Linked DNA regions of Pan troglodytes: region 1 is linked to region 2. A link is a contact called in public Hi-C data. All regions are on one chromosome and are shown on one strand. The core of a region is the stretch at or near the end of the contact, and the rest is flanking DNA. Distances in the headings are between cores, read along the strand shown.

The links. A called contact is a pair of places that touch in the nucleus more often than the background predicts.
Region 1: a contact with region 2 is called in a Hi-C map of induced pluripotent stem cells, with 1.9 times the contacts expected there. The contact joins the enhancer-like site here to the promoter of MIA in region 2. A contact is called at or near these places in 1 of 7 Hi-C or Micro-C datasets (induced pluripotent stem cells) and 1 of 1 datasets of contacts at active chromatin or transcription factors (stem cell-derived excitatory neurons).

Annotation. Positions count from the first base shown.
Region 1 is chr20:44,310,856-44,315,875 of NHGRI_mPanTro3-v2.0_pri, reverse strand. HNRNPUL1 (heterogeneous nuclear ribonucleoprotein U like 1) reads right to left here. Exons shown (of 15, transcript NM_001246526.1): 8 at 1-2. Among named protein-coding and RNA genes, the nearest start is that of CCDC97, 20 kb to the left of the region's middle. Within about 2 kb of position 2,910, at least 1 of the 24 cell types and tissues checked has an H3K27ac peak or open chromatin away from gene starts, as enhancers often do. A contact at or near this core is called in induced pluripotent stem cells, where this site is marked.
Region 2 is chr20:43,846,732-43,851,564 of NHGRI_mPanTro3-v2.0_pri, reverse strand. MIA (MIA SH3 domain containing) reads right to left here and starts at 1,945. Exons shown (of 5, transcript XM_063801721.1): 1 at 1-1,945. SNRPA (small nuclear ribonucleoprotein polypeptide A) reads right to left here. Exons shown (of 7, transcript XM_054674163.1): 5 at 4,360-4,533; 6 at 3,759-3,847; 7 at 2,045-2,426. The coding sequence ends at 2,267.

The sequences.
Region 1 (5,020 bases), core at 1,661-4,160, 460 kb before region 2:
TCCTAGGAGAAAACGCCAAAGGAATATGATTGCCAACTCTCGCCATAGGCACTGGGAGTCACACGTGAGGACAGTAGATGCAGGGAGTAGAATGTGGACAGCTTTCCAGATTGAAGTGCATCCTTCCCCAACATACAGGTAAGCTGGGCAGCATCAGTGAACATCTCAGAGAATGTCCAGCCCAAAGTCCTCCTTGCCTAAGACCCCAAAGTTGGTGGATATGAAGCAAGTAAGCAAGAGTTTTTTTTTTTTTTTTGAGACAGGGTCTCACCCTGTCCCCCAGGCTGAGTGCAGTGGCACAGCTAGGGCTCACCGCAACCTCAAACTTCCAGGTTCAAGCAATCCTCCCACCTCAGCCTCCTGAGTAGCTGGGACTACAGGCATGTTCCACACCTGGCTAATTTTTAAATTTTTTTGTAGAGACAGGGTCTTGTTATGTTGCCCAGGCTGGTCTTGAAATCCTAGACTCAAGTGATCTTCCCACCTTGGCCTGCCAAACTGTTGGAATTATAGGCTTGAGCCACTGCACCTGTCCTAAAGCAGGTAATTTTAAGAAGCTCCAAGTATTTGAGTCTTGTGCCTAGACTGAGATGAAGACGAAGGAAAAGGTGGTCCAGTCCTGTCCTGAAAACTGATGAGGAGACAGGTGCAGTGGCTCACGCCTATAATCCCATCACTTTGAGCGGCCAAGGCAGGAGGATGCTTGAGGCCAGGAGTTCAAGTACAGCCTGGGTAACAGAAAGAGACCCCATCTCTACAAAAACAAACAAAAGAAACCCAGAAAGGGCAGTCTATGAATATAACAGATGAAGGAAAGCCACAGCAGGGCCTTTTCGAACTGAGTTCAGCTTGTTCAACATGTTCCCTGAGTTCGTACTCTTTCTGATACATATGTCTGCATAATCTGGGACCGACAGAGCTTAGCGACCAGTGGGGAATGAGACAAGGACACTCTATCATAATTCAGTAAGATGACCTACCTAGAAGCAAGTTTCTGAGGTTTCTCAGTTGCTTGTATATAAGCCTAGCAGTGACAGAACATAAGGTCAGATTGGCTGAGGCATAAAAGATGAGGGGGAAGTAGTTCAGGAACAGCTGAAGAGCCATGCAGGGACCACATTCATTTATTCTGTAACAACTACTTATTGAATTGCTAAAGTTAGTAATTAAGATCCCCCCTCTTTTTGTTGAGACGGAATTTCACTCTTGTTGCCCAGGCTGGAGTGCAATGGCGCAATCTCGGCCCACCACAACCTCCGCCTCCCGGGTTCAAGCGATTCTCCTGCCTCAATTAGCTGGGATTACAGGCATGTGCCACCACGCCCGGCTAATTTTGTATTTTTAGTAGACGGGGTTTCTCCATGTTGGTCAGGCTGGTCTCGAACTCCTGACCTCAGGTGATCCACCCGCCTCAGCCTCCCAAAGTGCTGGGATTACAGGTGTGAGCCACTGCGCCTAGCCTATGATCCCATTTTAGAAGGTGGATGGCTTCAGTTCTACCATTTACTAACTTGTGGCCTTGGTTAAGTTATTTCATCTTGTTTCTTTATCAAAAAAAGGGGGGCGGGGTAATAATATTTTATACAGCCTATGTTTATTCTAACTGTTAAATGGGCTAGTACATTTAATACACGGTGAGCACACAAGGAATGTGAGCTATCACTGCAAGATGTCAGGCACTGTGCTAGAAATAAGGGGCTGGGACTGAAGTGGTGGGAGGGGACACGGCCTACCTCGGCATGTGAGGGACTCTAATTTACCGCAGGAATTTGAACTTGATGCTGGTGGCAGAGCAGAGTGTCTGACTTATTTTGAATAGAGGAGCAGCCTGCTCAAAACTGTGTTTTGGAAACATTGCTTTGGCTGCAGGATACGAGAGGCTCTTTTTTTTCTTAGTGTTTTTTTGCCTTTTTAAAATTTATATTTTTAAAACGTTTGTTAAATATTTTTCTAAATGCCCATCTCAGAGAAGAAAAGGCTCAAAACTTGAGATTAGATAGCAGACTGAAGCAAAATACAAGGTTCGCTTTCTGATATGAAAGTATAATTTCTTTCTCTATTCAGGTGACCACCTTGGGAATTGCCCTTCAAGAAGCGACAGAAGCACCCTCCCTTGAGGAGCTTCCTCATTAACCTCCTCAGTGCTCACAGGGCACAGCTCTGTGTCAGAGGCCCTCATGCCTGTTCATCTCTAAGCATGCACCCACGTCAAGACCATGGAGAGCGGCTGGATGTGGTGGTTCACGCCTGTAATCCCAGCACTTTGGGAGGCCGAGGCGGGCAGATCATGAGGTCAAGAGATCAAGACCATCTTGGCCAACATGGTGAAACTCCGTCTCTACTAAACATACAAAAATTAGCTGGTCATGGTGGCGAGTGCCTGTAATCCCAGCTACTCAGGAGGCTGAGGCAGGAGAATCACTTGAACTAGGGAGTTGGAGGTTGCAGTGAGCCGAGATCGTGTCACAGCACTCCAGCCGGGCAACAGCAAGACTCCTTCTCAAAAAAAAAAAAAAAAAAAAAAAAAGACCATGGAGAGCAGGTATGACTGTGGGTGTTAGTTAGCCTTCCTTATGGCCACCAGCTTCACTATAGGAACTTCCCATAATGCACAGAAACCGGCGCCCTCAACCAACCCATCTACCACCAACAGAGCCATCTGTCCAAAAGGCAAGTGGAGTTGTGTTGTTGTTCCTGCTGAAACACTCCTGTGTCAGTCCCAGGCCTAAAGACCCAAACTCCTGAAGCCTGGCATAATTCAGAGCCTGCCATTTTTATAGCCTGGTGTCTCACACCTGTTTCTGTTGTCCCTAGGCTCTAAGTATCATACTCTTTATGGTTTGCTGAAATGGGTTATTCTGTTCTCCACTTGGAAGGCTGTTTTACCTTTTTGTTTTGCAAATTGAGGACTTGATATTTGACACCAATGTCCTCCCCTCTTGTTCCAGGAGACCAATGATTTTTACACCCCCACCAACTCCTCACCCTGAGCCTTTTTAAAGTTGTGGTATCTTCTGAACAAAGAAACTATATAAGGAATCTTAAGACTGGATGCAGAGATGTTCTGGTTGAAGCAAGAGTCAAGGCCTAGAGTTCCATACTGCCACATACCAAAAGAACCTCATACTCTGAAAGAACAGACTTTGGCAAACACTGTCACACAGTGACAAGTTAAATTACTGCAACCTGTTTGGAGTGTAGTCTTGGTGGTAGCTATCAAAATTTAAAAATATACCTTTGACTTAGAATCTAGCTTTCAAGAAGGAATACAACTACATTCCCACAAGAATGCAAAATTCTATGTGCAAAATGCTCATGCCAGCACGGAAAATGTGCTCCAATGGGGAGTAGGAGTGGCTAAATTGCACAGGAGATCCATATGTGGGGCTACAAAAAGATCTCCAAGTTACTCCAGTAAATGGAAAAAAGACAAGCCGCATTATCTGTTCCAGGAAACAACTTTCACAGCCACTAACAGGAAGATGGGCTAAATTAAAGCAGGGTACCCAAACCCCTGCATCAGAATACTAGACAGCCATTACAGCCACTAAATACAAAGCTGCAAAAGTAACGACATGTCCACCAAAGGGAGGGACTAGGTTAAATCAATTATGGTACAGTCATACAATGACTACAGACAATATAAAAGTACAAAGAAGCTCTCTTGGTAGTACCATAAAAAGATCCCCACCAAGGCCGGGCATGGTGGCTCACGCTTGTAATCTCAGCACTTTGGGAGGCCAAGGAGGGCAGATCACCTGAGGTCGGGAGTTCGAGACCAGCCTGACCAACATGGTGAAACCCTGTCTCTACTAAAACTACAAAATTAGCCGGGCATGCTGGCGCATGCCTGTAATCCCAGCACTTGGGAGGCTGAGGCAGAAGAATCACTTGAATCTGGGAGGCGGAGGTTGTGGTGAGCCAAGATCATGCCATTGCACTCCAGCCTGGGCAACAAGAGCAAAACTCTGTCTCAAAAAAATTAAATAAATAAAAAGACCCCCAAGACATACAAGTTAAAAAAAAACAAAAAAAAAGAGATGAAACCCCGAGTACCAGTGGGTTCACATGCTGGGGAGGGTATATGTGAAAAATGGGTGGGGCGGGGGGGGGTGGGTGGGTGTCTAAAGAAGACTTTACACTGTATCCCCTTTTACATTCCTCGATTTTTTTTTGGAAACCCTATTCTTGAAAAAATCAATTCACAATGATTAACTATTAAGAAACAACTTTAACTGAGCTAGATCTATATATTGTCTGTGTGGACAGGGAAAGATGGCCAAGATTTACTCTTCAATGGGAAAAAAATGCAAGGTTTAAAACCGAACAGTTTGTAGAGTATGAACACAGTTTTCATTTTAAAAATGTTTTATTGAAAACATATTGAGGGCCGGGCGCAGTAGCTGACACCTGTAATCCCAGCACTTTGGGAGGCTGAGGCGGGTGGATCACCTGAGGTCAGGAGTTCGAGACTAGCCTGGCCAACATGGTGAAACCCCGACTCTACTAAAAATACAAAAATTAGCCAGGTGTGGTGGCGCGTACCTGTAGTCCCAGCTACTTGGGCGGCTGAGGCTGGAGAATCGTTTGAACCCGGGAGGTGGAGGTTGTGGTGAGCTGAGATTGCGCCACTGCACTCCAGATTGGGTGACAGAGCGAAACTCTGTCTCAAAAACAAAAACAAAAAGATACTGAGATCCTGAAATGCAAAAAAAGGCTGAGAAACTGTTTCAGGCTAAAGGAAACTAAAGACACATGGCAAGAGAATGCAATATGATCCCAGGCCAGATCAGATCCTGAACTAGAAACTCAACTGGACGAAAGAATATTGTTGGGACAAGTGACAAAATCTGAATGTGCAGTAGATAATAGCATTATATCAAGTTTTAAATTTAATAACTTTACTGTCATTAATATCTTTACTCTTAAGAATCAGCCAGTTGTGGTGGCTCACACCTGTAATCCTAGCACTTTGGGAGGCCGAGGTGGGCGGATCACAAAGTCAGGAGTTTGAGACTAG
Region 2 (4,833 bases), core at 696-3,195:
GTGCAATCTCGGCTCACTGCAACCTCTGCCTCCCAAGTTCAAGCAATTCTTATGCCTCAGCCTCCCAAGTAGCTGGGACAAGTGTGTACCACCATGCCCAGCTAATTTTTTTTTTTTTTAGACAGATTCTTGCTGTTGCCCAGGCCAGGGTGCAATGGCGTGATCTTGGCTCACTGCAATCTCCACCTCCCGGGTTCAAGCGATTCTCCCTCCTCAGCCTCACGAGTAGCTGGGATTGGCACCCGCCACCCGTGCCTGGTTGATTTTTGTATTTTTGTAGAAACGGGGTTTCACCATGTTGGCCAGGCTGGTCTTAAACTCCCGACCTCAGGTGAGCCACCCACCTCGGCCTCCCAAAGTGCTGGGATTACAGGAATGAACCACCACACCTGGCCAATTCATTGTATTTTTAAGAGAGATGGGGTTTCACCATGTTGCCCAGGCTGGTCTTGAACCTGAGCTGAGACAACCTGTCCACCTCGGCCTCCCAAAGTGCTAGGATTATAAGTGTGAGTCACAGCACCGGGCCATGTGCATATTATTTTTGGTCAATTTAAAATTCCCCAGGACAGGGATGTGACAAACTCCTAAGGATGGTCCCCCCAACCAATCTCCCTTCCTTTTTTTTTTGAGACGGAGTCTCACTGTCACCCAGGCTGGAGTGCAATGGCACGATCTTGACTCACTGCAACCTCCGCCTCCTGGGTTCAAATGATTCTTCTGCCTCAGCCTCCTAAGTAGCTGAGATTACAGGAGCACACCACCACGCCTGGCTAATTTTGTATTTTTAGTAGAGATGGGGTTTCTCCATGTTGGCCAGGCTTGTCTTGAACTCCTGGCCGCTGGTGATGCGCCCGCCTCGGCCTCCGAAAGTGCTGGGATTACAGGTGTGAGACACCACGCCTGACTCAACCTTTTTTTTTTTTGAGTCTCGCTCTGTGGCCCAGGCTGGAGTGGAGTGGCTCAATCTTGGCTCACTGCAGCCTCCCCGTCCTGGGATCAAGCAATTCTCCTGTCTCAGCCTCCTGAGTAGTTGGGATTACAGGCACGCACCCCCATGCCCGGCTAATTTTTTTTGTATTTTTAATAGAGACGGGGTTTCACCATGTTGGTCAGGCTGGTTTGGAATTCCTGACCTCGTGATCTGCCCACCTCGGCCTCCCAAGGTGCTGGGATTATAGGTGTGAGCCACCCTGCCCAATCTCCCTTTCTAATCCAGAGCTGCAGCTGCGTTTGTGGCTGTACAGCCAGAAGTCACATATCCTAGACTTCCCTGCAGCTAGACACTGCAGGGGAATTGGGGTCAGGCACCTGCCTGAAGCTCCTGGCTGGCCACTGGCCAGGAAAGTAGATCACCTGTGTGTGAGGCGGCCACACCCCTCATACCAGCATCAAGTCAGTAGCTTCCCAGGAGTGACCAAATGAGTCCAGGCACTGCCGGAAGCCAGAGTGGCATCCCGCTGAACTCTAGCTAGGAGCTCATTCAGGGGCTGCAAACTCGAACTCAAGAGTCTCAAACCCAGACCGCCACTCCTACCACCCACACTCCCCATGATTTCAGCAGCACCAAGTTTCCTGTATTAAATTCCTTTCTGTTTGAACTACCTACTGTGGTTTCTCTGGGGCCATTGCTACAACAGGCTGCGCTTTTGTGAAGAGTAAAAAAAGGTGAAGAAACACCTCTTCCTGAACACTCTTGTCATCTGTTAGAAAAGTGGTGGCATAAACATGTAAGCCTACAAAGTGAATGGTGTGCCCTTAAAAGGTGCCATTCCTGTGCAGTACCCATCCTGCCTAACTGTACGTGGCAGCCCTGACTTTCCATTTCCTGACCCAGGATTCCATTTCCTGCTGTGAATTGGGACAACATACAAAACTGCCAAAGTAGTAATTGTAACCTGAGTTTGAACAATATTACTACACTATCCTATGTTTCCCCAAGGTTGCAAACCTCAAAATGCCAAGAGGTCCAAAAACCCAGGATGTGCTGCTGAGGTGGAGGGAAAGGAACCATGAAGAGCAAGAAAATCAGACAGACAAATGATTGTGAAAAACCAAACCTCAAAAAACCACTTTAATTCCGGCCTAACAGCGCCAGGTGCAATGTCTGGGGACAGACTCTGGGTACAATGCTGTGTGGCGACCACTCACTCACACACGGCTCCAAGAAGGCCCCCAAGGGGGGACTTACCTTCAGGGGGCTGAGCCAAGGGGGAAAGGGGTGGCCCCAGAACGGGGGAAGGGGCAGGCATGGGGGGAAAAGGTGCTACTTCTTGGCAAAGGAGATCTTCATGGCGTTGTTCTGCGTGATCTTAAAGCCCTGCAGGGCATCGCGAGCTGCCCCTGCCTGTACCTCATTGTCAAACTCCACGAAGGCGATGTCATGCCGCCCGGGTACCAGACGGACCTCCTTGAAGCCAGGGAACCTGAAAGAGAACGACAGACCTCAGGGACTCAGCATTTCCCCCTAACGTAACGGCATCAAGTGGACAGAGGCCAGAAATGATGCCAAATAGCCTCCAATGCACAGGGCAGGGCCCCATTACTCAGAATTATCCAGCCCAAAATGCAGATAGTACTAAGTTGAAAAACTCTAATGTAAACATAGCATTTAATGAAAAATTTAAACACAAACACCCATGCAACTGCAACCTAAATCAAGAAACAGTACACTGCAGTCTCCTGGGCCCTTCCTAAATCATAACCCACCCGCCACACCAAAAAAATAACCAATACCCTCACTTTTTCCATTTTTATTCTTGTATTTTTAGGAGAGAAGGGGTTTCACCAAGTTGCCCACATTGGCCTCGAACTCCTGACCTCAAGTGATCCACCTGCCTCAGCCTCCCAACATACTGGGATTTTAGGCGTGAGCCACCGCACCCGGCCTTACCCTCACTTTTCTGATATGCTGTTTCTCTAATTTCCCTCTTCTCATTGCATACTTCTTTCTCCATTAAGCAGCCATCCTCATGTTTACTAGGTATCCTTTTTTCCATCGGCATTCTCACAAAATATACAGCTTTGTGGACAGGCTGCACATGTGGTATCATTTTTCTGTATTTTTCAGGTTCTCACAATCTTCTCTCGGCACTATTATAAAGTTGCGCTTTCTGTTCTTCTAAGTGCCACGCAGTGCAGCATGGTGAGATGCTGCATGTAGCCATCCCTTCTCCCAGACAGCCTCCAACTCCCCACCACAAACACTGACGAATGCCCCACTCACAGCCCCTGAAACAGAACCACCAGATGAACTCACCCACACCCACGACTTCACTCAACAATGGTGAACAGCCCCTCTACACATCGGCTGCACCGGCCTCCACCCTGACGCCAGGCACAAGAGTTTCACGCATCCCCATCTCCCACACTTGCTGTTTTTGAGCACGCTGACTTCTGCCAGTCTTAGCCAATGTTCAAGGACATCTCGATGCAGTTTTACACATACCTTGCCTTGCATGCCCCCATTTTAGGGGCTGGGAAAATGAGGCCCAGAGCCTGGACTCCCTCAGCCCTCAAACAAGGCTGAAAAAAGCCGGCAAGCCCTGGCCATGGAGACCTTTCCAGCCTCATCCCCATGTTCCCCACAGGCCATGGGCCCAGCCACAGCCTCCTCCTTTCACATCTTTGGTCGCTGTCCCTTCTGCAAAGCCCTACTTGGCTCAGAGCTCTGCTGGCAGAGTTCTGAGGCCTGCTTCCATGGAGATGCCTCCTGGCCATCACGCTCCAGGGACCACCCAGCCACAGGCCCCACTTACTGATTGAAAAGCATGGACAGCATGAGCTCGTTGGTCTCCTCTGGCAGGTTGGTGAGGAACAAGATGTGATTTGGTGGATTCTCAGAAAGCTGCGGGGGTGTAGGGGAGTCGGTGAGCACAAGAGCCCTGAGTCCAGTGGGAGACCCATAGTACTGCCACTTCCTCCATCCCTCACCCTGCTTGAATTCACTCTGGTACTTCCACCCAACATACCACATATTGTTGTCTGTTGCCTGTCTGCCTCCCACCTCTTTGTCCCTACAGACTATAGGCCACAGGACAGCAGAGGTTTCTATCTCAGTCCCTGCTGCAGCCCTACAGTGCAGAACGGGGCCTGGCACATAAGGAGGCACTCAATAGCTCATGGAATCAATCTAGGTGCTGGCACCACTCCAGCCTACCCTAACCTTCCGTACCCTCCAACCAGCATGCCAATTCCTCTGCCCAGGGCCCACCCCCACTGCTACTTCCTCATTCAGTACCACCTCCTCAGGGGGCCTGCCCAGACCACCCAACCTACAGCAGCCCCCCAACTGGTCCCTTTCTAGTCCTGTATTCTCACTATTTATATGAGACCTGGTGGGTGGGACTAGATACTCACAGGCTGGGCAGGGGGCATCTGTCCTGGCATAAGCTGCTGCGGGGGCATGGCCCCTGGTGGGATCTGGCCAGGTGCAAGGCCTGGCGGGGGGATCATACCAGGGGGCGGCATGTAGGGCGGCTGGCCCGGCATGTGGTGCATAATGCGGGGCGCCTGAGTCATCGGCGGCATGCCCTGTGGAGAGAGGGAGGAGAGTGCGTGGTTACAGCAGCCCCAGGAGGCAGAGAAGAGGCCATGAGAGGAAACCTAGCGGGTGAGAGATGTAAGGAAAAACACCCAGAAAGAGGCGCAAAAGGCACCCAAAGAGGGCCCGACAGAGCAAAACAAACCCAGGGTCTAGTGGGACATTAAATCAGAAAGAGTTAAATGCTATTTGTGAGGCTGAGGTAGGAGGATCACTTGAGCACAGGAGGTCAAGACTGCATGCAGTGAGCTCTGATTGTGCCACAGCACTCCAGCCTGGGAGGCAGAGCA